Regions from separate parts of the Callithrix jacchus genome. Here region 1 is linked to region 2. Evidence: chromatin contacts called from public Hi-C data. All regions are on one chromosome and are shown on one strand. The core of a region is the stretch at or near the end of the contact, and the rest is flanking DNA. Distances in the headings are between cores, read along the strand shown.

Evidence for each region. Hi-C and Micro-C count contacts between places; a contact is called where the count stands out from the background.
Region 1: a Hi-C map of skeletal muscle shows a contact between it and region 2, with 4 times the contacts expected there. The contact joins the enhancer-like site here to the promoter of CEP20 in region 2. A contact is called at or near these places in 2 of 3 Hi-C or Micro-C datasets (induced pluripotent stem cells and skeletal muscle).

Annotation. Positions count from the first base shown.
Region 1 is chr12:13,933,377-13,936,076 of calJac240_pri, reverse strand. All of the region lies in intron 5 of ABCC1 (ATP binding cassette subfamily C member 1 (ABCC1 blood group)), which reads right to left. Among named protein-coding and RNA genes, the nearest start is that of ABCC1, 73 kb to the right of the region's middle. Within about 2 kb of position 1,371, at least 8 of the 16 cell types and tissues checked have an H3K27ac peak or open chromatin away from gene starts, as enhancers often do. A contact at or near this core is called in skeletal muscle, where this site is marked.
Region 2 is chr12:13,816,002-13,818,701 of calJac240_pri, reverse strand. It overlaps CEP20 (centrosomal protein 20), which reads left to right and starts at 1,292. Exons shown (of 4, transcript XM_054242599.2): 1 at 1,292-1,347. The coding sequence starts at 1,320.

The DNA of each region.
Region 1 (2,700 bases), core at 122-2,621, 120 kb before region 2:
ATCAAATGCTAACTTCAGATCAGTAATTTCACTGTATGTAAATTTTAAGGAAAAACTCAGAACTGTAAAAACAAATACTGAGCTCTAGCTAATGATTTGCTTGGAAGTGGTTGCATGAAAGCATACTAATGCATTTTGAAATCAATTTCAGAGACCAAAAAAAAACTAGGTTCAGTGGCTCAGGCCTGTAATTCCAGTACTTTGAGAGGCTGAGGCAGGAGGACTGCTTCAGACCAGGAGTTCAAGATCAGACTGGGCAACATAGCAAGACATCATGCCTATAAAAAATTTAAAAATTGGCCTAGCATGGTGGCTCATGAGTGTAATTCCAGCACTTTGGGAGGCTGAGGTGGGTGGATCACCTGAGGTCAGGAGTTCAAGACCAGGCTGACCAACAAGACAAAAAGCCGTCTCTCCTAAAAATACAGAATTAGTCAGGTGTGGTGGCACGTGCCTGTAATCCCAGATACTCGGGAGGCTGAGGCAGGTGAATTGCCTGAACCCGGGAGGTGGAAGTTGCAGTGAGTCAAGATCGCACCATTGCACTCCAGCCTGGGCAACAAGAGCAAAAACTCCGTCTCAAAAAAAAAATTTTTTAAAAATTAGCCAAACACAGTGGCGTGCACCTATAGTGCCCAAGCTACTTGAGAGGCAGAAGCAGGAGGACCATTTGAGCCCAAAAGTTGGAGGCTGCAGTGAACCATGACTGCACCACTGCACTCCAGCCTGCAAGACAGAGTGAGACCCTGTCTCAAAAGCAACAAACTCAACAGAAGTAGCTTGCTGGCTGGCTGATTAGCTATCTGCTTAGGCAGACAGGTGACAAAGCAAGCTTAGCAAAATGTTAGCTGTGGTTCTAGGTACCAAGTATATGACTGCTCACTGTAGAATTCTTTCAACTTTTCTATACGTTTGAAAGTATTTATACAGACAAGGACTAAAAACACCTCTTACTGCAAATGAGCTGAGTTGTTTTCACTGAATGTTCCAAACCAGTGATCTGCAACCCTGAACCACCCAGAGATCTTGCTAAAATGACATTCTGACTCGGGAGGTCTGGGATGGGGCCTGAGACCCAGCATTTCTAGCAAGCTTCTTCGAGATATCAAGCTGTTGCAACTGGTCCAAGGACCACCCCAACTTTCAGTTGGGACCTACTAAAGATCTCCTTTGGTCTTGATCCCTTATCTGCGGGACCCTCCTTCCCCAACCCTAAACCAAAGACTCAGTACCAATGAGATAAAGGGCAGGAGACTGGGGCCAGGCAGGAGCCCTTGGGAGCATGGGCTAGCCCTGCCCAGGCTCCCACAAGCCAGGAGGACAGATGGGAGGAGCCCCACCGAGCAGCCAAGGCCAGAATAGACATCTGAGTCACAGAGTGGGAGCAGGGCCAGCTGGGAGGATTGGCTGACTCAGTGACTCAGCACGAGGTGGCCTGGAAGAGCCAGCCCCGCAGCTCCCACCCTGGCCCTGCCTGACCCCAGCCACCCTGGGCTTTGGCTGATCACTCTGAGGACAGGCAACAGGTGATGGATGGCCTCTGATGCTCTGAGGACGGGAGGGCAGCAAGCCTGACTCTCCTCATCTTCCCAGCTCCACTGTGATTTCATCTCTGAGAGTGATGCAAAGACAAGCAAAGAGGGTGTCTCACTGTCCTCCTCCCCACATCACAGGGCTCCGTTCTGGGGCGGGGAGAGGAGGTGCAGCCAACATCAAATGGAGATGCAACCCATTTACAAGGAGGAGCTGCTGAGGTCCACAAAGAAAGAGCACCGACCCAAGAGCACCAACGAGTCTAGCTGATTCTCACGGGACCTGGTTCCTACCTTTCTTTGCCCCCATCTCAATTGCTAGGTTATGTTGCTAGGCAGTAACATGGTTGGTTGGTTGGTCGGTTGGTTGGTTTTGAAACAGGGTCTCATTCTGTCGCCCAGGCTGGAGCGTAGGGGCACAATCTCAGCTCACTACAACCTCCACCTCCCTGGTTCAGTTGATTCTCCTGCCTCGGCCCCCTGAGCATCTGGGATTACAGGCACCCACCATCATGCCCAGCTCATTTTTGTAGTTTTGGTAGAGACGAGGTTTCACTTTGTTGGCCAGGCTGATCTCAAACTCCTGGCCTCAAGTTACACACCCACCTCAGCCTCCCAAAGTGTTAGGATTACAGGCACAAGCCACCGTGCCCAGCTGGTTATGTGGTTATTTGACTGCTTACTTGGGCAGTTCCCAAGCTAACCCACAAGCTTCCTTTTTTTCTTTTTTTTTTTTGAAACAGGATCTTGCTCTGTTGCCCAGGCTAGAGTGCAGTGATGCAATCACAGCTGACTGCAGCCTCAAACTCCTGTGCTCAGGTGATCCTCCCACCTCAGCCTTCCAAGTAGCTGGGACTTTAGGCATGTACCACCTCCACACCTAGCTAACCAAAAGCTTGCCAAGGACACACAGCAGACTGTATGTTCCAATGAGAGCCAGAACAGGAACTGTACCCCAAAGGCTCTTCTTACAATGAGACATGGCCATTCACCCATTCAGAAGTAGGGTATGTGACCCTTCCCTTTAGGCCTGGGCTGACTTTTGTGACTGCCTCAACCCACAGGGCATGGTGGGAGTGGCATGGTGACTTCTGGGACTAAGTAATAAAAGATGACACCGCTTCTACCCAACTCTGCCTCTTAGGGCATTCATGCTTACAGACAAGCC
Region 2 (2,700 bases), core at 43-2,542:
TTACAGGGATGAGCCACTGCACCCGGTCAATATATCAATTTTTAAAAGCAATAGGCATGGAACCAAAAGTATGATGGAGGTTCCTGGGAAAGAGGTTTCCTTGCTCTTAGGTGTACTTTTTTTTTGTAAGACAGAGTCTCACTCTGTCACACAGGCTGGAGTGCAGGGGGGTGTTCTCAGCTCACTGCAACCTCTGCCTCTCAGGTTCAAGCTGTTCTTGTGCCTCAGCCTCCCGAGTAGCTGGGATTACAGGCACCTGCTATCACACCCTGCTAATTTATTATTATTATTGTTGTTATTTTTAGTAGAGATGTGGTTTCACCAGGCTGGCCAGGCTGGTCTCGACCTCCTTACCTCAGCCTGCCGCCTCGGCATCCCAAAGTGCTGGGATTCCAGGTGTGAGCCACCGTGCCCGGCCGCTCTTAGGTGTACTCCTAATTGATGCTTCTTATTTAGCCAAGTGTTTGGATCTTCCTGGCTATACAACTGGAATCATGCAACCTCACACTCAGTTTAGGGCACATTATTCCCGTGTTCCTTTTTTTTTATTTCCATGGGAAGTTAGAGCTTCTTCCTTCATCAGTTAGTTCCACAAAAAGCTCCTGGACTCCTTACGTGCACTGTGTAAGTGCAAGTGGAAGAGAACAGACCCGTGATCTTCGCTAAGTCTCTTCAGCTATGGAGGACTCAGTTTCCTTCTCTGTAAAAAGGACCTGATCACAAGGAAATAATGCGCCAAGGCGTCATAGTAAGTGCTTAATACTGTGGTTCTCCAGATGTGATCCCCAGACCCGCAGCACCAGTACCACCTGGGAACTTTATAGAGATGCAAATTCTAGGGCCTCACCCCAGATTTACAGAATCAGAAATTCTAGGGGGGTGGGGGGACCCAGCAAGCAATCTGGTTAAACAAGTTTTCCAGGTGATGCGGATTCATGCTCGAGTTTGAGAACCGCAGGTTTAATAGGTGGTAACTATTAGCAGTTAGTACTTGAGGCTGCAGAGACAAAGCAAAGCTCATCTGGCTACACTTAAAGTACTAAGGTACCAGCAGCACCCACAGCTAAAGGCTCGCAACTGCCTCACTCCCGGACTTCCCTCCTTTTTCACTCACAGGGCACTCCGAGAGCGCTCGCTGATTGGTGGAGTCTCTGGTTGACGTTTACCACCCACCCAACCGCGGAGAGCATAAACTGAGAGAAGCGGAACTAGGCGGGGCCATAGCTGTGGGCCTATTGGCTACAGACCTCGCCGCGGAGCGAGTGGGGCGGAGCTGCGCGTGCGCAGGGCCGAGGCGCGCCCCTGGCGGCCGTTGAAAAATGGCGACTGTCGCAGAGTTGAAGGCTGGTGAGTGCCAGCAAGGAGGCCTCCGCCTGGGTAGCGTCGAGCCTTCATTTTGTGGAAAGGATGGGACGGGAGGGGAGCGCGCGGAACACAAGGGTTGGCTTTTTCCGTGGTCATTCTTCGTTGTGAGGGCCTTTGGGGAGCGGCCGGCTGCTGTTTTGGTCCCTGCTCGGGGAGTTCTCAGAGGGAAGTGGTTGTCCGCTGGCGAGTTTTAAGCCAGTTTGGAGGCAAAGCAGGAGTCGCATAATCTGCAGGCGTCTAAGAAGCCTACAGGGCTGCATGTTGGGCCCCTGGCGCATCTTCTTGTAACCTGCCGGGGGCTGGAGGGCTTGGACCAGGCTTGGCACTCAGAGTTAATGACTACAATTCCCACAACTCCTATTGGGTTAGGCACTGCCCTAAACAATTTGCTTGGGGCAAATTGTAAGGATTTTGTTGGATACTTACAACAACCTGTTAAGTAGCCCTCCCTTCCCCGCCTTTTCTTTTCTTTCTTTTTTTTTTTTCCCGAAGAGAGAGTCTCTTTCTGCCACCCAGGTTGGAGTGCAGTGGCGCGATCACAGCTCACTGCAGCCTCGAACTCCATGATTCCAACTATCCTGTCATTTCAGCTTCCGGAGCAAGTGGGAATACAGGCGCTCCTCACCTTGCCCAGCTAATTTTTCTGTTTTTTGCAGACACGGGGTCTTGCTGTGTTGCCCAGGCTGGTCTTGAACTCCTGGTCCCAAGCGATCCTCCCGCCTTGGACCCCTCAAAGTGCTGGGATTACAGGCGTGAGCATCTGGCCCCTTTTTCATCGGGAGAAACTAAAGGCAAAAAGTTTGCTGGCCTGGCGATTCTCCTGTCTTTTCAGGAAAAGATATTCTAAGCTACTTAAGTGCGATTCACCAATGACATATGTACACTTTACTTTGAAGCAGATGTCCAGACAAGAAATAGTAATAATAGTTACAATTGAGCCTCATGTGTCAGGCACTACTCAGCCCTTGTGTTACCTAATTGTTTCCATGTAACAACCCTATGCCCATTTCATAGATTGGGAAACTGAGGTGCTGAGAGGTGAAATAGCCCAAAGTGATTTTGCTGGAAAGAGACAGAGCATGGGAACCTAGTTGTGATGCACTGGTGTGTCCGGCCTTAAACACTGAGCCATACTGCTGTCCAGTGAATAAAAACAGTTCCAGTTTGCAGGGAAGTCAGGGTTTAAACCAGCAATTCTTAGAGATTTTAGAGAGGAGGCAAGTATAAAAGTGTGTATTTGGGGTGCAGGGCTGGTGAACAGTCATGAAACAGGCATGCCTCTGGCCACAAGAACAATCTGTAGACCGTGTTCCCAAGGAAATACACATCACATGT